Regions from separate parts of the Mus musculus genome. Here regions 1, 2, 3 and 5 are each linked to region 4. Evidence: chromatin contacts called from public Hi-C and HiChIP or PLAC-seq data. All regions are on one chromosome and are shown on one strand. The core of a region is the stretch at or near the end of the contact, and the rest is flanking DNA. Distances in the headings are between cores, read along the strand shown.

Region 1 (3,579 bases), core at 55-2,554, 320 kb before region 4:
AAAAGGAAATGGCTTGGCAAGAATTGTCATCTCAGAAGACATGACACAAGTGGACACTCGGCCTGTCAGCCTGGGCTTTCTGTTCCCCACTGTGTCTCACATTCTGCTAAAGCCTGAAGGCTCTTTTCACATCCCTGCTTATTCATGTGCACTACCGTCTTCAGAGGTAATGAGGTCAAAGAGGAAGTGGGAGGGTGATCTGAGACAACATGTGAAACATGTTTGTACTTTAAAAGGCTTATAGGAAACAAGTGTCCTTGTCAGCTAAGTGAGTATGTGCAATTTGTAACTCTGTGGTTGCCCAGGGCATATTGTATTTTCATTTTATTTACTGTTTTTGTGTGATGTGTGTGTGTGTGTGTGCGTGTGCGTGTGCGTGTGTGTGTGTGTGTGTGTGTGTGTGTAGTGCCTGAGTGGAAATGCATGTCCACATGTGCCACACATGTAGGTGGAGATCAGAGGCCAACCTTCAGGAATGTGTTCTCTCTTTCCTCTCTGGGCTCCAGGGATTGAACTCAGATGCTCTGCTTGCACAGCAAGTGTCTCTATCTGCTGACCCAACTCCTTAGCCCCATGATAAGATTTTTGAACTCTTCTTTCCGGACCCAGAAAAAAGTGGTTGTGTTCCTCCTGTTAGAAACTGATCCTTTCTGCTTTCTAATGGCTCACTGGAGGTGAATTATTGTCCAAAAGAAGACAAACAGAGCAGGGTAGATCCATTTTTTAGATATGTGATCTTTAGATCCAACACTTAAAGCTTTGAGGGCTCAGGGTCTGGAATCTGAAGACTATCTGCTTCTCCCAAAGCATCCAAATCTTGGCACTCAGAATCTTTCACCTCACTTCACCGGGACAACAACTGACAATAGTTATCTATAGTTTCCAAAGGGATATGTGATGTGACACATATATATGGCATATGTAAATGACACATGCATACAATGATATATAGGGTGATATACATTAGGAAAATGAGAACAGCTGCAAAGAAGCTGAGAACTGTGCGCAGCTAAACACTACCTGACATGAGACAACGTGGTATCTACGTGGCTACAAGCGACTACAGCCGTATCCCATGGAAGCCTGTATGAAAGCCCTTTAGAAGTCCTATATCACTGAGTGTCTCTCAATCATTGCAGTTGAGAGATAGCTCCCGTACGTTTGTGCATAAGAGTGACATTGAAGGGGTCTGAAAACCTGAGGATTTCTGGCACCAACCCAAGAGATCCTGACGACCTACATCTAGAGTGACTCAATAGAATCCATCAAGAACCACGGCTTCTACAGAGCTGTAGGCTTATTGTCCCGTGTACTTTCCTGTAGGGGGCAGTAGAGTCTAACCGATCGAAACGTGGGCTTCACCCGCTCAGCCAAGCTTTGAAGTTATTGCTGGATTTCTACATTACTGATGCTTTTGTTTCTTATTCTGTATAATGGGCATGATGGCTGCATTTGTTTTAGGGTGTTAGGGAAGAGAGTTGAGCTCTAAATTTAGGAAATCAATTCAAATTATTGTGTGGAAGGTTTTCAAGGTATAAATGTCTAGCTACTGACGTTCTTTGTATGTTCTCTTTGTTTCGTGTATCGCGGCACCTCTTCTTCCCCTTCTGATTTGTTCCTTCAAAACAAGGTCAGAAGAGGCATGTCTGATTCTGCGGACAAGGAAACCTCCTGCCCACCCCACCCGTTTCTCCCTATCCCATCTATGTCCGATGATGGTAGCTCTTAATCACATCATGGACAGTTCCTTTATCAGCTGCCAACTAAGCATGGGAAGTTTGTGTAAGTGAAAGGGTCACAAAGAGCCTGTCCAGATCTTCACCTCAGTGGAGCAGAGCTCCATGCAGTCCGGTGTTTGCTGGTAAACAACAATTCTAGCTGTTCAAGTGTCTATTCGCATGGGCCTTGCTTTTATCTTTATAGCTTCAGTCTGCCAACCCTCCCCCGGACCCCCATGCCATTCTTCCAGGCAGCCTTGCAAATCAGCAGGATGAGTTTAATGAACAGCAACCACTATGGTTATGTCTACCAGGTCACTGAGCCACCCATCCATTGCATCCTTGATGGGCTTCACTAGCTCTCTTGAGGAATGTCTCCTCCATGACAACCAGACAGGCAGGACCTTCACAACAGTTGAAGGATGGTGGTAACAGGTCCTGGGCATTATCCTCCATTGTTCTTGCACAAGGTCCTCAGCCAACCTTCCCATTCTCCGAAGCCAGGTGCATCATTCTTTCAAGTCTGTAGAATTCCAAAGAACAAAATGTCCCTCTCAGGACCTCCTCCCCACAGAACCATGGCCAGCTCCAGGCTTTCCTCCTCAGCCAGCTGTCTCTTGGCAGACAGTCCTGAGTCTTTCTACTACACTTGCTTCCCGTGACCACCCAACCAGTGGGAGTAAAATCCATGGGATGCTCTCAGAATTTCATGGCATTGTGTCCTGCCTGTAAACGCAGATGAGCTCAGCCATCTTTCTTTGTTGTCATTATAAAAGTGAAGGTGAGTGGAGGGTGAGATGTCCTCTCATCTCAGCAGGACCCTGTTAACTCACAGGGACCTGCATTCTATTCTTAGAAACCCACCTGCTTGCTGTCTTTTCCATGGGCATCATTTGGCTGGCAACTGTCCCATCAAGGATTAAGTATAGAGAGAAGTATTCCCCCTTTAAAATTCCTTTAAGGGTTCCAGTGTCTTGCAACACTTGAAGAATTCATGGGCTTTTCATTCTCGTTCTCTTCTTCTCTCATTAAGTAGCAGAAGTTTAGTTGGCTTCTCTGAGTGTCAGAAAAAGTAACTGTCATTTGTTTGCAAATGAAACCTGAGCTTTCTGCAAAGGACTCCCCTGCAGATTCCGTCCCCCATAACACTCCTCCAGCCTTCCAGTTGATTTGAGATAGTTTCCTGTTCTCCCACCTCTTGGAAATATTCCATAGCACGCTGAGCAGACACTTTTAGTCAAAAAAAAAAAAAACCCACCTATAAATAGCTGATTTTCCCTTGGCCCTGCCCTCTCTCTGAGGCATTCATGAAGCAGTGAACCATCCAGCAGAAGCAAGAGCTCTTTGTGAGGGATCTGTGCTGAGGCTGACGAAAACTCAAATCCATAGGCTGAAAATTGTCTTGGGGGTTGATCTTCCTTATTTGACTTGTGCACTCACTGCACAGAAAAAGAAAATGAAGAGAGAGAGAGAGAGAGAGAGAGAGAGAGAGAGGAAGAAAGAAAGAAAGAAAGAAAGAAAGAAAGAAAGAAAGAAAGAGAGAGAGAGAGAGAGAGAGAGAGAGAGAGAAAGAGAAAGAGAAAGAGAAAGAGAAAGAGAAAGAGAAAGAGAAAGAGAAAGAGAAAGAGAAAGAGAAAGAGAAAGAGAAAGAGAGAAAGAGAGAGAGGAAGGAGAAGGAAGGAAGAAAGGAAGAAAGGAAGAAAGGAAGGAAGGAAGGAAGGAAGGAAGGAAGGAAGGAAGGGAGGAAGAAAGAAAGAAAGAAAGAAAGAAAGAAAGAAAGAAAGAAAGAAAGAAAGAAAGAAAGAAAGATTGCATTTTGTGCCAGGCGATCTCATGAACCAAATCAATAAAATATGAATAA
Region 2 (3,758 bases), core at 228-2,727, 460 kb after region 4:
AAGATGCTGGAATCTTTATGAGCAAAAAAGATGTTTAACTATTCTGCACATCACCAAGGGCTATTCCATTCGGAGATCTGCCTCAAGAATCCACAAACCCAACTTGAGAAGAAAAGGGACAAACGTTCTAAAGCAACCTGAGGAGTTTAGTTTAGAAAATCATAACGCTGAAGAGGACAGTTGGGACAAAACTCACCTCCTTCAGAACTCCAACTGGTCAAACCTCTCGGCTAATCCTTCATTTAAAACATTTTAGAATCTCTATGCGACCCAGAACATACAATATGGATCTAATTAGGTTCAGCTGCCTTATGTTAGTAATAAAATTGAAAGAGGAGGGGGGAGAGAGAGAGGAGAGAGAGAGAGAGAGAGAGAGAGAGAGAGATGGGGGTGGGGCCTTTGTTCATCCTCTCCTGTGGCCTAGGGAATCTCAAACTCCCAAATTTTGCGCATCTTCAAGGTTCACGCAGAACAGCACACCATTAAATAGCCCAGAGTAGCTGTGAGCCGTGCAGATATCAGACTTTGTAGAGGGTCTGGAAGAGATTTCCACAAGGACTGAAGTCCAGCGCTCCACCTCACCCACCCACTCGGCCCTCGTGCTCCCCGACTTACACCAGGGCGGATGGACAGGGCATCTGGTTCCAGGGACAGTTGTACTGAGCTTGAATAAAACTCTCGCTTCCCTCCTGTACCGTGCAGCTCACGTTCTTATTCACGATGTAGGCGCACCAGTTTCTGGGGTAGAGAGAAAAGGGCTGGATAAACTTGGAGAACAATGGGGAGAAGGGGGAGACGAATTGACCCAACAAGTTGGCGGTCACCAGCGCTGAAGGCAGGAGCTTGCCAAAGCTGCCACCCCAGGGTGTCTCTTGCGTCTTTGGAACACCAAAGAGTCCCAAACCTGCAGAACAGGATGTGTTCGTGTTCGGGCTCGGTGGCAGATCCCGTAGTTCTGCCGAACACTCCCCATTGCCCGGGTTCGCTTCAGGATGCTTGGGGCGCCTGGTGGGGAGCACATGGCCACCCGGGGGTGGCGACACCCCAAAAGCCTATGGGGCTCTCTCTGCTACCGCCCGTCGCCATTGCCGGGGCAGCTCTGGAGCCCGCAGGCGGATTCGGGAGTGACCGCCTAGGATCTGGGACTCTAGGGCTGGGGGCGAGCATAAGGGACACACTCTTACTTGTTCCTGGCACTGGGCCTCGCGTGGTACCCAGGCTGCGAGCTCGCGTGGCACAGTCCCGCGCCGCCCAGGGCCAGCAGGGCCAGCAGGGCCGGCGTCCAGCGACTGGGTGCTCGGGGTCGGGGCGGGGTCTCCTGACACATCTTGAGCCCCACAAGGCTGCAGGCGGCGGGGCCGCGGGAACCGGCAGCGGGCTCGGGCGCTCGGCGGCCCCTCTGGCTCTTCGTCCCCACGCCTCCGCACTGGCCGCTCCGCGGTCCCTCAATGACGCACAGGTCCCCCCGGGTGCCGCCCTCTTTAATTCACTTCCCTCTCCGAAACGTGACTCTTCCCTTCACCATCTCTCGGCCCATCGCCTCTCGGCAGGGGGTTCGGGGAAAGAGCCAAAGGGTTAGGAACCGGGGTCTTGGTTACAGACTTTTCAATTACACATTCCTTTGGTCTCTTCCCAAACGCCAGCAGCTCCGCCTCTCACCTTCCAAACAGCGCGACCCCAGCCCCTCCGGAAGTGCAGCAAGCTTCGGGCGGTCCCCACCTCGATCCCCCGGGGCCTCTCTCCGGCCAGAAGCCCAGGACCACCCATCAGTTATTGCCCCCCCCCCCCGGCGGGGGGAACCTACTCAAGGGGGACTCAGCGTCGATTTCTTCCTCTGAGGCCCCACCGCCGTCTACCCATCAATCTTTAAGGTCTTGGGCGAAAGTTGAAGACGCAGGAGCTCTCCTAGGCGCAGCTAGTACACGGCTTGAACTTTCCAAATGCGCGGGCTGCTCCTGGATAGTGGGGTTGCCTCCCCGCAGCTGCAAACTGTCATTTGCTACTCCAGTGTTTATGAGGAGATGTCCTGCTCGGACGTTTCTCTTTCCATCAGTATTAAAGGCGGATGTTTCGGTCGGTAAAATGCTGCGCAAACATGAAGACATGAGTTCAGATCCTCAGGCACCCACATAAAAAGTTAGACAGGCTTTCACAAACCTGTAATCCCAGTACTAAGGAGGTGGAGACAGAAGAATCTCTGAGGCTGCAGGCTCACTGACAGACCCTAGCTCAAGGGGGGAGTGCCAGAGAGAGCAATTGACAAGAGGATACAAGACATTAATCTCTGGCCTGCACACACGCACACAGTATGTATGTGCGGGCAAACATTTTTAAAAGACCATTTATTATAATAGTTTTTTTTTGTCTTTGCATCTAAATAGTTCAGATTCTGTTGGTGCCTTCCTGCCTCCCTCCAACCCTTCATTCCTCCATCCTTCCCTCCCTCTCTTGCTCCCCCTGTTGGTCATGTTTTCTGCCTATTCAAACGCTACAGGGGTCTTTGCCAATTTCTCTATAGCCTGACCAAAGTGACTCCACAGATAAAATCAGCCACAGAGGGTAGGGTGTTCTACTTGGGAAGCTGGGGCAAGAGACTCACCTTAGAGGCTAGCCTAGGCTACACACTGCACCACCAAGGAGGGGTATTCTAGAGGAGAGAGAGAGAGAGCTATTCCTTTGAAATTAGTTGCTGCTCCTACCCGCCCTAGTTGGCAAGCCTAGGCTCACTGCTGTACCTGTGAACTAACATGACACTGTTGGCTGGGGGTTGGAGGGACAGGGAAAGTTGGCTATGTTTTGATAAAACTAAATGAAGCCACTGGTTGTTTTATTTTCTCATATGCTTTGCTTTGATGGTTTTATTGGGTCCTTTTGATTTGCAAATTGAAGAAAGAAAATTCCCAAAGTAGAAAATTGTACCATGTAAGGACATAATCCGTTCATGAACTTTCCAAGTGGAAGATTATACAAATAGTGGACTGAAGTCATCCTGCCTTCAAAAGAGCCACGGGGGAGAAATAACAAAGATAAAAGACTGTCCTGTGTAACCTGATCTATGCCTTTCTCTTTGTCTTCTCTGTCACCCAGCTCTAACCTCCATTTTGTCCATTGAGTGTCCTGGGGAAGATCTAGTCTAGAAATGGAGACTGCGTGAAGGAAAAAATAGGGGGCAACCCACAAGTTATGTCCATCAACAACCGGCAGCATGTGTGTATGCATGTGGGTATGTGTGTGTGTGTGTGCGTGCGTGTGTGTGTGTGTGTGTGTGTATGCGCACACGTGAGCACCTGTGTGTGCAGTATGTGCGTGCACGTGTGCATGTATATATGGGTGTGTGCATGTGTGCGTGCTTGTGTGTGTATGTGTGTGTATGTGTACACCTATATGTGTGTGCATGCATGTGTGTACGGGTGCATGTGCATATACCTGTGCATGCAGTGTGTGCACGTGCATGTGTATATGGGTGTGTGTGTGTGCATATGTGAGTGCCCATGTGTGTGTATGCGTGTGAGTGCCTGTGTGTTCATGTGTGCATGTGAGTACATGTATGTGTGCGCACACACACACGTGAGAGAGAGAGAGAGAGAGTGCACACACCTATATATAAAAGTGCTGGTGCCTGCAGAGGCCAAAGGTGTTGACTCTCTTGGAGATAGAGTTACAGGAAATTGTGAGCAGGCTGATGTGATTGTGGGAAATCAAACTAGGGTCTTCAGTATAGACACTTAACCACTGGGCCATCTCTCCAGGCCCAATTT
Region 3 (3,636 bases), core at 998-3,497, 360 kb after region 4:
ATATTAATGTTGCCAGGGACTGGGGAGGAGAAGGCAAGAGAAAAATGTGTGTGACTGTATGGGGCAACAGGATTGTTGTGCTGATGGTGGAATTTCGGGTTTTCACAATCCCACCCCCATCCTAGACTGGGTTTCTCTGTGTAGCCCTGGCTGTCCTAGAACTCACTTTGTAGGCCATGCTGGCTACAAACTTAGAGATCCACCTGCCTCTGCTTCCCAAGCGCTGGGATTAAAGGCGTGCGTTAACGCTGCCTGGCGTGTTCCGTCATTACCTGCGATTGTTGGTGTCCTTGTTATGATATTTTGCTTGTGCATCCCAATTAACACCAAGTAAAAGACACTCAGTTGAGTGGACGCTCAGTAGAGGATTTGGGGCAGCCATATTCTTTCTTGGAGCTCTGAAGGTCTACACTGATCTCACAGCAGTTTACTGTTGTTTATTTGCTGTATTAGAGGTAGGATCTCATGCAGCCCAGGCCGCTTCTGAACTCTGGATCCAGAAATGTTAATCTTTAAAAACATAATGAGCCAGGAATAGTGGTGCTCAGGAGGCAGAGGCAAGTGGGTCTCTGTGAGTCCAGGCCGGTAGCGTCCTCATAGTGAATTCCAGGCCTGCTGGGGCTACATAGTAAGACCATTTCAAAAAGAAAAAATACAATGAGATTATCCATGAGTGATCTGATGGAATAGTATTTCTGCTGCACATAGTACAGTAATGACTCTTAGCTGTTTATTGGTTTTAGCTTGTTTATTGGTAGTTCATTTGATAGTTCTTTCCTTATTCAAGAAATAATTATTGTCAAATATAGTAGCACACACCTGTAATCCCAACACTTTAGAGACTAAAGTTGTCTTAAGTTCTAGGCCATCTTGACTACAAAGAGACCCTGGAGAGAAAGGTTGGTCAGGAGTGGTGGCACCTTTAATCTCAGCATCCAGGAGGCAGGGGTGGGCAGATCCCTCTGTGCTCAGAAGCAACCTAGTCTATGTCTTGAGTTTCAGGCCAGCCAGGACTGTACAGTGAGACTCTATCTCAAAAAAATTTTTTTTTCAAAAATTAAGTATTTGATGTGTGCTTAATCTGGCCTTGCTATCAAAATAAAAGCAACCATCCTCATCCTAAAACCAAAGCCACCTGTTTATAATTGTTTCATGGCTATAACATATTTTCTTTATAATTATGACATCCTCCACCTTAGGAGATCGTAGTAAATGTAGCTGCTTGTGTACATTGCACAAAGCAAGCTCTTTGGAATGTGCAGTTGGAAACCTTGGAATACCCAGGGGAATAATCAGGATTATATGCTTCAGGCTACTCAACAGCTAGACTGTGGTTACAGTCATCTCTGTATAGACTGTTGAGTGGAGTCTGTCTTGCCTTAGGCACTGACTGTCTCTGGCCAGTAGGCTGAGTTATGTGCTGATGGGACCTGGCAGGTCCACTTCATTTTTTTTAGGGGATCAGCACTTTGTCCCTGTTCCACCTAGGACTTACCTGACAACACAGAATGTCTCTCTAGAACTTTGCAAATATGGAATCTTGAGCTTAGGGCAACCAGAGCTGGTTTAGAGAGGCCACTCTGCGCAGTTAATAGTTTGGACTCATTACTCCTAGAGTCCAATAAAAATTGACTTCTGCATTAGCCTAAAGCTGGAGGTTTTTCTGATCCTACATCCAGGGGATGGACTCTCTGTGGATTTGGCTTTAACGTAACATAAAGGTGTCTGCTGAGTGATGGTGTGTTCACCCGCTGGAGGGAGAGCTGACAGCCTGAGGACTAATGGGTTTGTTTTGGTGTGGGTTGGGTTTTTCAGTGGATGAGTCAGGGTAAGGGGTGAAGCCAGATTTAGATGTACCCTCTCTCTTTTGAATTGCAGAGCTCTGGTGATCTTGATTTGAGTAGTGAGTTGAAGTTGAGAAACCAAAACCCCTTTTGTGCTCTGAACATTGTGGGACACAAACGTTATGTCCCATTATGCCATGTTGAGGTTCTGAAGTCATGGTACGTGTGTTAGTCTTGGCGCAGCTTACCACAGCTCGCTTGACGCAGCATGTACCTGATGTATCTGAACCAGAAGATCTCGGTTCTCAGTTGTATCCCTTGTCTCTCTGCAAAGATAAATCCCAAGCTTCCCCTGGAGGTGACAGTCCTCCTGTCCTTGCCTCCTGTGGTCAGAGTGGACATAGTACTGCAGGTCCTGAGCGGTTGGTGGAGGGAGATGAAGACAGTTGGCCCCACCCTGGGGTGTGGAAGGAAACAGAACTTCCACAGCCTCCAACCCCACTTAGAGGCACTGCCAGTCTGAGACATATGTGTGATGTAGCTGGGGCAGCAGGAGAGCAATGGGCTCTGGACAGCAGAGCAGAGTGTATGTTTAATCAAACTCTTTATGTCGTTGCTGTTAGTTGTCAAAGTTAGTGCTGACATCGTTTTCTTTTCTCAGTCTCAAACCATGAATTATGTGGGCCAGCTGGCTGGGCAGGTGCTCGTCACTGTGAAGGAACTCTACAAGGGCATTAACCAAGCCACGTTGTCTGGATGCATCGATGTGGTCGTGGTGAGGCAGCAGGATGGCTCCTACCAGTGCTCGCCTTTTCACGTACGCTTCGGGAAGCTGGGTGTCCTGAGGTCCAAGGAGAAAGTGGTGAGTGCACAGGTCACCATGGTGACCGGCCCCTTCCTCTTACTCTTTTTTTTTTTTTTAAACTTGCATGCTATTGAAGACCATGGTAAGAAACCAACTTTATAGGTACTGCTTTTGAATTGGCTTCTAAATTCAAAAGACTCTCTTATAGAAAGTTTCTCCAAATGAAAAAGAAACTGAAATCATGAAGAGACTCAGAACAAAACTGGAGATAATTACAAATGAGGAAGTTGGGCTTATTTTGAAAAAGAAATTTTGCTTTATTTAATATAGCACTTTAAAATAGTGTAGGGCCAGCAAGATGATTCAGTGGTAAAGGCTCTCTCCATCAGTCCTGAGACCCACAGGGTGCAACAAGAGAACACACTCAGAAGTCATCCAGTGACTTGACCCGTGTACCCTGTGGCTCATGTACATGCTTTAAATCCTCAGTTTAAAAAAAAAAAAAGGCTCTCTAAAAATAAAATAATGCAGTCTGGAGATACAGCTTAGTCAGCAAAACATTTGCATACCATGCACCAAGCCTGTGCAGGCACTGAGGAGGTAGAGACAGAAGGACAGGAGCATTCTCAGCTCAGCCACATAGCAGAGGTGCACGAGGCCAGCCTGAGACACAGGAGAGCCTGTTGATTGATTGATTGATACATACACACAAACATATATGATAATATTGTTGTACTGATTATGAGTAGGTAGACTAAGCTCATGTAATCAAGTGTAGATTATATTTATTTAAAAGAAATAAACACCCCAATTGAATGTTTGTATTTTTCCTCTTTTGCATTTAATGGGGGGCAGTGTTTGGATGTTTTTAAATTATCATTTCCCTCAAGTATTGGGCAATAAGAAGGTTTTTGAATTGTGTGTATGGTAGGTTTTAAAACAGAGTTAATGATAAAACTTTGTAGAGCATGTATTTGGCAACTTTTCACTTCCACATTGTCTTCCACATGGTGATAATAATGTCAGCAACTCTTACTAAGATTTCGG
Region 4 (3,680 bases), core at 885-3,384:
TAAGGAAGTAAAGAAATGGGGCGGTGCGGTTCATATCCTCAAGGGTCTGCCCCCTTCCCAGACCCAGTGCCGAGGAAGCCTAAAAAAGGGAAAAGGAGCCAGGACAACCTTAGCAGTCTCAGCTCTCCCAATGAGAAACTCGAAATCGGTCTCAGCAAAGTTTCCTCTCCAACACGTCACCGTTCATCGTTTCCATGAGTCGGGGGGATTGACTTGGGGAACCCACGCTCTTTGGGCTGGGGACCTCGCATCTGGGGAAGGGGACACCCAAGAGGGTGGAGCCTGAATGGGAAGCTAGTCGTCAGCCTTCCTCCCCACCCACGGAAACCCAGTTTTGCATTCCCGCACCCCGGAGCCACACAAAACCAAACTACCCTCATTGAGGTGCTATTGGAGCGGAATGCCTCCCACGGGGGTCTAGATCTGTCAGCCACGTCAAGGGGTGACAGAGGTCTTGAGAAGATCCCTAAGTTTTCCCCAGAGCTCAGTTAAACTGTCCCCCAACTCAGAGCGCCCACACTCTGACTGTCCCAGGGTGGAAAGGAGCAAGGAGGCCTACTTAACCAAGTACCCGGGGTCTTCATGAGTTCCGTATGTTTCGGGGTCTCTCACAGAATAACATCCACCCAACTCTCTAAGGTAGGAAGCGCGGAGAAACCCCGTGAGGAAGCGTGTTTGGCGGCAGCTGCTATAACCGTGTTCCGTTGGAACTGCAGTCGCGGTCTAGGTCTGAAAGAATGTGGAGTAACAAACTCGAGGAAGCTCCCGGGCATGCGCACCAGCGCCCCCTTCCCCCCGCCCGCTTCTCCAAGCGATTAACTTCTGTTTTGAACCACTCCACATAAATCACAACAAAAAAAGCCAACTCCAGTCCACGACTGGAACACTCGAGGGACCTCCCAGTCAGGGACTCCAAAGTTAGCTTCAAAAGGGACTTCACAGTCTTTGACCTTTTGGGTTTTTTTTTTCCCCCCTTCCTCCCCAGTGTGTTTTGTTTTTAAACCAGACTGACGGCAAGTTTTAGTTGTAAAGCTTTGGTGGAAACAATGACAGCCTCGCTTTTTGCACTTACAACCAAGCCTGCTTGTCACACTTGGACAGTTTTCGACTGCATGGTACTTGTGTTCTAACAGCACACGCGGTCCTAAATTCATCGTGGGAAAACTTTCAGAAACTAGTAAAAATTTTAAAGTCCATCTTTCCAAAGCTATGCTCGCCCTAGGGCGATATGTGTGGGGGTCCCGGATCACATTCCTTTGATAGTGAAAAACACATCTCTTTAAAAAAAAAAAAAAAAAAAACATTGCCAGGATCCGGCGAGGAGTGAGAGAACACCCGGAACTACAAACTTTTAGACAAAAGGTAAGGCGACTGGAATTCGCCAAGGACCCCCCACAGGGAAAAGCGAGGTGCCAGGGTCTCCTAGAACATCAACCGCAAAGCCCTGCCCCAGAAACGGCACTAGAAACCACGCGGCGCCTGGGCCGAGCATGGGGTGTCAGGAAGACAATGAAACTTGGAGGCGTACAAACAAGGCGCTGAGCGTGGTTCTTGACAACGTGCCAACAGCGTGGCGCGGCTCAGCCTCCCCACAACAGCCCCTCGGGTTGTGTCTAGAAGGAAAAGAACACCAACTGCCATCAGAGACACAGCCTCAACAAAGAGAACAGCCACCAATCCAGCCGGGGAGCCACTGGTCCGAAAAGTCCCATCAAGTCAGTGTTCTCCCGATCCGGCGCGGCCCGCACATGTCCCGCACTGGTGCCCCGGGCGCTCACAGCCCGCCGCCACCTTACCCTTCTTGCTTTTCATTCTGGAACTCGAGTCCCAGTGAGAGGTGAAGCTGGGGTTTCTAGGAGCCAGCAGCCGTGGAGTGGCGGGAGGGTAGTCGATGATCCTCCTCCTATACTAGTGCTCCGGTAACTTACAAGAGAGTGTTCCAACCACTATTGCTAAACAAGGTGCTCCGGTCTCAGGCGCTGGCTTCTGGGTTGGAATTCAAGTGACACTTGGGCTTCCTCCAGTCGGGATCTTCTGGCAGCCAGCCGGGGGTTCTCCCTGGCCCAATTCCCTCCCTCCCTACTCAGCTCCTTTGTTTCCCGCTCCACTCGGCGCACCTCGGCGCTGTCAGAGTGAGAGAGCAGAGGGAAGGTACAGGAGGTCCTGCCTCCGCCCCCAACCGCCCGCCCCGTCCCCCGCCCGCCCCGCCGCGCTCCTCTGCCCCTCCCCCGCACCTTCCAGCTCCACAACCCTGGGCCTGGGGGCCGAGATCACCCGTCCCTCTACGCGCTGGCGGAACCCAGAAGCAGGGTCATGCCTGCCTGCCCGTGGCGAGAGCACCATCTCCATCCCTCAGCTCTCAGCGGCCACACTGGTTTCTCTTTTGGGGCCTTTCCTCCCCGGGCTAGCGAAGAGTGCATTTAGTTTGTAAAGGATGGAGAGAGGTTTAAGGACATCTCCTCTGTCCACCCCAGAGAAGAAAAGACACCCCCATCCTTGTTTTTGACAGCTGCCCCAAACTTCACTGTCTCTGCTCCAGCCGCCGGAGGCAGCAGCTTCTGATTCAAGGGGTGGGGCACCGAAGGAAAAGTATTCCAGACAAGAATCAACTTCTTCCAGAAGGCGCAGCTGCCATTGACACGCGGGCGCGGCACAGCGCACCCTCCTCCTCGTGGACTCTTCTGCCAACAGCGACAGTGGGGGTGGGGGGAGGCAGACATAGTCACCGTGGGCAAATGTCTATTCCCCCGGGCTAAAGCTCTGAGTTCCGGATTGGATTGCAAGGCAGTTTCGAAATCTAACACGTTGCGAATAGACACTTGTCATGCTCACATGCTCTTTAAACGTCTGGGCTAGGGGGACGGCCAGAGCGCGCGTGTGCCCCACTGCGACTCCCCCACCCCCACGCGCCTTTTTAAAAAGATGGGGGACTACGCCGGGACTGCTCATCTGTTTCAGTAAACAGTGTCTACTTTGTGTGCTAATATCCCACCAGAGGACACCCTTCAGTATTTCAAACAGAAACTAGCCATTAAATAAACACTCATTCCTATTGGTTTATTTTGCTTGAGAGGGGAGCTCCAAAGAGTTGAACGAAGAATCGAGAATCGTCCCCTCCCCAAATACAAGCCAGATGCTGTTATGGCTGACTTCGAGACGCGCACGCCCGCACTTCTGGGTCTAGTTTTCACCTATGCCCGGTTGTTTAAAAAAAAAAAAAAAAAAAAAAAAAAAAAAAGCAAAGAAAAGCAACTGTCACATGTCACAGAAGACTTTCCCCATAGAGGGGGGGAAAAACCCCAAACGTAAATAAGCTGAGCAGCGACGTCACCGCCGGTGTCTGTCTCCAGTTTCGGCTTTGTGGCTGTTCTGGTTTTGTGACCTCGGTGGAGATCCGGCAGGAGGAGACAGACCCGTAAAAACAAGGTTAAAGCCGAGCCACAGTAAGGCGGCCACAGGATGACCCGCTAGACTTTGGAACCTGTTTATGATTATGTTGGAAATTAAAGCAAGCCTCCGCCGCGCCCCCTCCGAGGAGCGCGTTAAAACCCCGAGTCAAAAAAGAAGCTTGGGTGGTTTTTCCAAAATGAACCAACTGGAGGAAGAGTCACAGTAAGCAGGCAGGAACCTTAAAATGACCCTCCCCCTTCCCTAAATCCTGTGGTTTGCAGAGTGCTCCC
Region 5 (3,766 bases), core at 868-3,367, 420 kb after region 4:
CCAATGAGCTGGGGCAGGATTAGAAGGTGGGACACCCAGCATAGAGAGAGGGGATTCTGGAAAATAGTCAGGCTCAGGAGATTCACCCTGAACTCTGAGATGCATGAAACTGAGGAGACAGTAACTAGCCATGTGGCACTCTTAGAATAAACTGGATTATTGAGATATGAGCTAGTTAGGGAACAGAGCCAAAGCTGTTGGTCTCAGCATTTATTCATATCAATGCTCAGAGTCGTAATTTCATGAACAAAGAGGCCAGGTGGAAAAACATGAGGTTACAGACAGTCCTAACTATGGAAGGTCTTGGTGCACTAAGAACACGGGGCTTGAAAAACTCCCAGTGTATTTATTCATAAGAAACACACTTGTAGTCAAGAAAGGGTGCCAAGAAAGGAAAGGGTAAGGAGGTGACATCACTCTGCAGCTCTCTGCAGTTCTCCCTAGAAGGGATTGACCTATCATAGGCCTCCACTCTCCTCCCGGTAATAGCAGGGGAGTGGAGTGGGGCACATTGAAGAATGGAAAGGGGAGACAGCTCAGGGGAGCAGATTCTACCCCCATTGGGTTGAGAGTGAATTAAAACAGGCGGGGGAGGGGTGTTCACTGATTACCAACTGCTGTCCCCCAACTAACTCACAAAGCACCATTGTGACTGTTATTTCCAATGCAGAGACGGAGAAAGGAGGTAGGTAGGTGTTCAGGGTGTAAACAACCTGCCCATGTCACAGAGTTTCAGTACAGATGAACTGGGACTTCAAGGCTGGGGAAAGCCACCATCTCCAGTTGTTTCTCATAGTATATCAAATCCCTTATCCTAGCCACATCGTGTGGCACAACCAGATTCTGACCCTCTTTTCCCATGGCAGCCTCTCACCTTCTGTCTCACTGAAACACTTAGGTTTGCAACAGAACAAATCCATTCCTGTCCCAGAGCCTTCCGGACCATCTTCCTGCTAAATTAATTCTTGCTTCCCGTTATCTATCTATTCTGTTTTATCTTTCCTCGGGGTACTGATTGCTAACTAAAGTCAAACTTTCACCACCATGGCTGTTCTTCTTTTCCTCTAGAGTGTCAGATCCATGATGGCTGAGACAGGACAGAGCTTAGGAGAGATCTGCTAAATAATCTACTGAACCAGGTGTGGCGATACCTGTGACCTAGGAACTCAGGAGGTTGAGGTAGAACAATTACCATGAGTTCAAGGCCAGACTGGGATCTAGGTAAGAGAATAAGTGAATGAAACATGAATGAATGAATGAATGAATGAATGAATGAATGAATGAAAATGTAAAGAGTCAGGAGAGCTGCAGGCAAGAGCAATGAAATACTATAGTGATTACCTGCAATCCCAGGACTGGGGGGGGGGGGGGGAGGCAGGGAAATCTCAAGATCTAGTCATTCTAAGAATGAATGGTAATTAGTAGTAGTAGTAGTAGTAGTAGTAGTAGTAATAGTAGTAGTAGTAGTAGTAGTAGTTGTTCATTTTTCAGAAATTGTATACCCATCAGAGTCTCAGGAGATTCATATATATATATATACATACATACATATATATATATACACATATACATGTATGAGTTTATATATAAATATGTGTGTCCATATATGTGTGTGTGTATATATGAATGAGAGCCTTTTTTGCATATGAATCCTTTTTAAGCCCAGGCAAGAGCACATGCCTTGATAGGATACAAGAAAGACCCTCCTGAGGCCAGCTGCATAACTGAGTCCACCTATGGACCTCACAAGAGCAGACAATAGGAACCTGAGTTATATCTTGACCTGTCATCAAGCTGTACCTTAGGCCCAGTCCCCTCCTCCGGGCTGGTTCTAATTATGGGAGGAGGGACTCGCCGTGTCTCCCAATATGACAGTGTGTTACCCTTCAAAGGCTGGTTTGCTGTGACCAACAGAATGAATGAGGCAGAAGTGATTCCAAGCTACCTTGCCCCCGCCTGTCTGGACCACAGCTTTGCTTTCCATCTGTGGGCCGGTTGCCAGCTGTACCTAAGAGTGGCAGGATGTGAGGAAGCCCACGAGGACACATGTGGAGCAGGGCGACATGGAGGCTCACCACAACTCCAGGACCGTGGCCTACATGAACCTGATCCTTCCTCCAAACACAAAACACAGCTAAGAGGGTGACTCAGGCTGAGTACACAAGACAGCAGCAGAGCCTAGTTACCCTGCACAAGCCCTTGACCCAGGAATGACGGAAAATAACTACCATGGAGATTGGGGTAGGAGATTGCGCGGCAAAATATAACTCCTGTTCACACCAAAGTCTTCCCCCAAATGCCCCCTCTTCCTGCCTTTGAGTTCCACCCACTCCTCATTTATCCATTCACATTTCTTCTAGAAGTTTCTCTCATTCTCTCACCCCACTGCTCACCCTGCCATTTCTCTCAACTATGCTCAGTTATTACTTTCTTCAGCCTGAAGGCTCAGCCCTGTGCCTTTTCCCTTTGAGAAGCCCTGTGGGGATCCTAGTGAGGGGAACAGCCAGTTCTTGTGGCCCCTTTTGTTTGGCTCTCCGCCAGACTTTTGTATTCACATTTGCTACATACTAAGCCCCCATTTACTATGTCCAGGGGTGCACAGAGAGCTTGTGAGTCCACAGGCCCTTTGTACTGTAATACCTGCTCCTTCCTTGACTACAGACTGCATTGCCCCTCACAGATCTGAGGATGCTTTCTGAGGAGAGATGGCACGTGTGATCTCTGCACCCCTCAGAGAGTCTCACGTGCGGTTACAGTCGGTGCTTAGCAAATACTCTGTTGTCTTTTAACTGGTTGACATGTGACTTCAACCTTAGCTACAGGGTCACTCCAGATCCCAGGTCTCCTGGGCCTGTTGGCGCTGGAAGTCAGAGGACACCACTCACTTATTTTTGGCTCCTCTCCATCACAAGTTCTCCCAAGCCCACATGATCTGCACTCACAGCATGACCCCCAAACTGAAGGATGATACATGGAAACCGATTTGTCTCCAGACCTACCCGTCTCCAACTCCGCATAGACGAGCCTCAGAATGGACACAGATTCCCACGCTGTCCAGCACTGCCAATTAACTGGAAATATCTGGCTGTACCTATTATTGTAGAACCCAGTCCAGACAGCATTTTGACCACAAGGGACAATTACCCTCTGAACACATGGGACTCATGACCTTAACTCTACATTCCAGAGATACAGGGGCTGGGAGATCTGAGGTGGAGACTGTGACTGTGTACTACAGATAGCTAAGCCTGGGCACAGTGGCCAGTTCACAGCCGTGCTTGGCCCTGGTGACACTTTATCTATGAAATGAGCACCATGCTCTAGGACAAAGCCCAGAGCACAGCTGCCTGACTGCCATGAATTCTCCCCACACCTCATGAGGTTCCAGGATCTGGACGTGGCCTTCCCTCCCCATAGCTGTTCCTCAGTGAGAGCCTAGTCAGGAAGGCTCCGTTGTGTGGCACCAGCCCAGTGTCACCCTGGTAGAAAAGATGATAGGCCTGCAAGGGAGGATAAGAGAAGAGAGAGTAAGGAGAGGGGAGATTGGGAAGAGAGAGTAAGGAGGGGAGATTCTACTTGCTCATAGAAGTCTGCATTCAACTCCGGGAGACACAAAATGCTGAATGCCAGTGTGACAACACAACGTCCCTTGTATGCTCTCCCCTCCCACCCCAGATCTCCCTACCAGCTCTGGAACTCAGTATATATTTCCCTCTTGAAAATGCTGCCACCCATGTGGGGCTGTCTGTGGGCTTATAAGGTAGCA

What was found. A called contact is a pair of places that touch in the nucleus more often than the background predicts. HiChIP or PLAC-seq counts read pairs in DNA pulled down with a chosen protein or histone mark.
Region 1: a Hi-C map of cerebral cortex shows a contact between it and region 4, with 5 times the contacts expected there. The contact joins the enhancer-like site here to the promoter of Tgif1 in region 4. A contact is called at or near these places in 1 of 39 promoter capture datasets (the 3T3-L1 cell line), 4 of 484 Hi-C or Micro-C datasets (cerebral cortex, myocytes and uterus) and 1 of 115 datasets of contacts at active chromatin or transcription factors (astrocytes).
Region 2: a contact with region 4 is called in a Hi-C map of bone marrow-derived macrophages, with 3 times the contacts expected there. The contact joins the promoter of Emilin2 here to the promoter of Tgif1 in region 4. A contact is called at or near these places in 1 of 484 Hi-C or Micro-C datasets (bone marrow-derived macrophages), 3 of 115 datasets of contacts at active chromatin or transcription factors (bone marrow-derived dendritic cells, large pre-B cells and memory CD8 T cells) and 1 of 9 other capture datasets (adipose tissue).
Region 3: a contact with region 4 is called in an H3K4me3 HiChIP or PLAC-seq map of bone marrow-derived macrophages, with 4 times the contacts expected there. The contact joins the enhancer-like site here to the promoter of Tgif1 in region 4. A contact is called at or near these places in 8 of 39 promoter capture datasets (the 3T3-L1 cell line, the HPC-7 cell line, HPC-7-derived erythroid cells and 4 more), 5 of 484 Hi-C or Micro-C datasets (liver, muscle stem cells and natural killer cells), 6 of 115 datasets of contacts at active chromatin or transcription factors (bone marrow-derived macrophages, double positive thymocytes, effector CD8 T cells and 3 more) and 3 of 9 other capture datasets (adipose tissue, liver and macrophages).
Region 5: a contact with region 4 is called in a FOXA1 HiChIP or PLAC-seq map of pancreatic cancer cells. The contact joins the enhancer-like site here to the promoter of Tgif1 in region 4. A contact is called at or near these places in 5 of 484 Hi-C or Micro-C datasets (the G1E-ER4 cell line, granulosa cells, spermatogonial stem cells and 1 more) and 3 of 115 datasets of contacts at active chromatin or transcription factors (bone marrow-derived macrophages, memory CD8 T cells and pancreatic cancer cells).

What each region holds. Positions count from the first base shown.
Region 1 is chr17:70,526,032-70,529,610 of GRCm38.p6, forward strand. All of the region lies in intron 2 of Dlgap1 (DLG associated protein 1), which reads left to right. Among named protein-coding and RNA genes, the nearest start is that of Gm46581, 79 kb to the right of the region's middle. Within about 2 kb of position 1,305, at least 13 of the 459 cell types and tissues checked have an H3K27ac peak or open chromatin away from gene starts, as enhancers often do. A contact at or near this core is called in cerebral cortex, where this site is marked.
Region 2 is chr17:71,309,534-71,313,291 of GRCm38.p6, forward strand. It overlaps Emilin2 (elastin microfibril interfacer 2), which reads right to left and starts at 1,478. Exons shown (of 8, transcript NM_145158.4): 1 at 1,185-1,478; 2 at 616-738. The coding sequence starts at 1,327.
Region 3 is chr17:71,212,519-71,216,154 of GRCm38.p6, forward strand. Lpin2 (lipin 2) reads left to right here. Exons shown (of 20, transcript NM_001357791.1): 2 at 2,446-2,646. The coding sequence starts at 2,455. Among named protein-coding and RNA genes, the nearest start is that of Lpin2, 31 kb to the left of the region's middle. Within about 2 kb of position 2,248, at least 75 of the 459 cell types and tissues checked have an H3K27ac peak or open chromatin away from gene starts, as enhancers often do. A contact at or near this core is called in the HPC-7 cell line, adipose tissue, bone marrow-derived macrophages and 4 more, where this site is marked.
Region 4 is chr17:70,849,076-70,852,755 of GRCm38.p6, forward strand. Tgif1 (TGFB-induced factor homeobox 1) reads right to left here and starts at 2,135. Exons shown (of 3, transcript NM_009372.3): 1 at 1,797-2,135. The coding sequence starts at 1,812.
Region 5 is chr17:71,265,449-71,269,214 of GRCm38.p6, forward strand. The region is part of intron 4 of Emilin2 (elastin microfibril interfacer 2); the gene reads right to left. Among named protein-coding and RNA genes, the nearest start is that of Emilin2, 44 kb to the right of the region's middle. Within about 2 kb of position 2,118, at least 33 of the 459 cell types and tissues checked have an H3K27ac peak or open chromatin away from gene starts, as enhancers often do. A contact at or near this core is called in the G1E-ER4 cell line and pancreatic cancer cells, where this site is marked.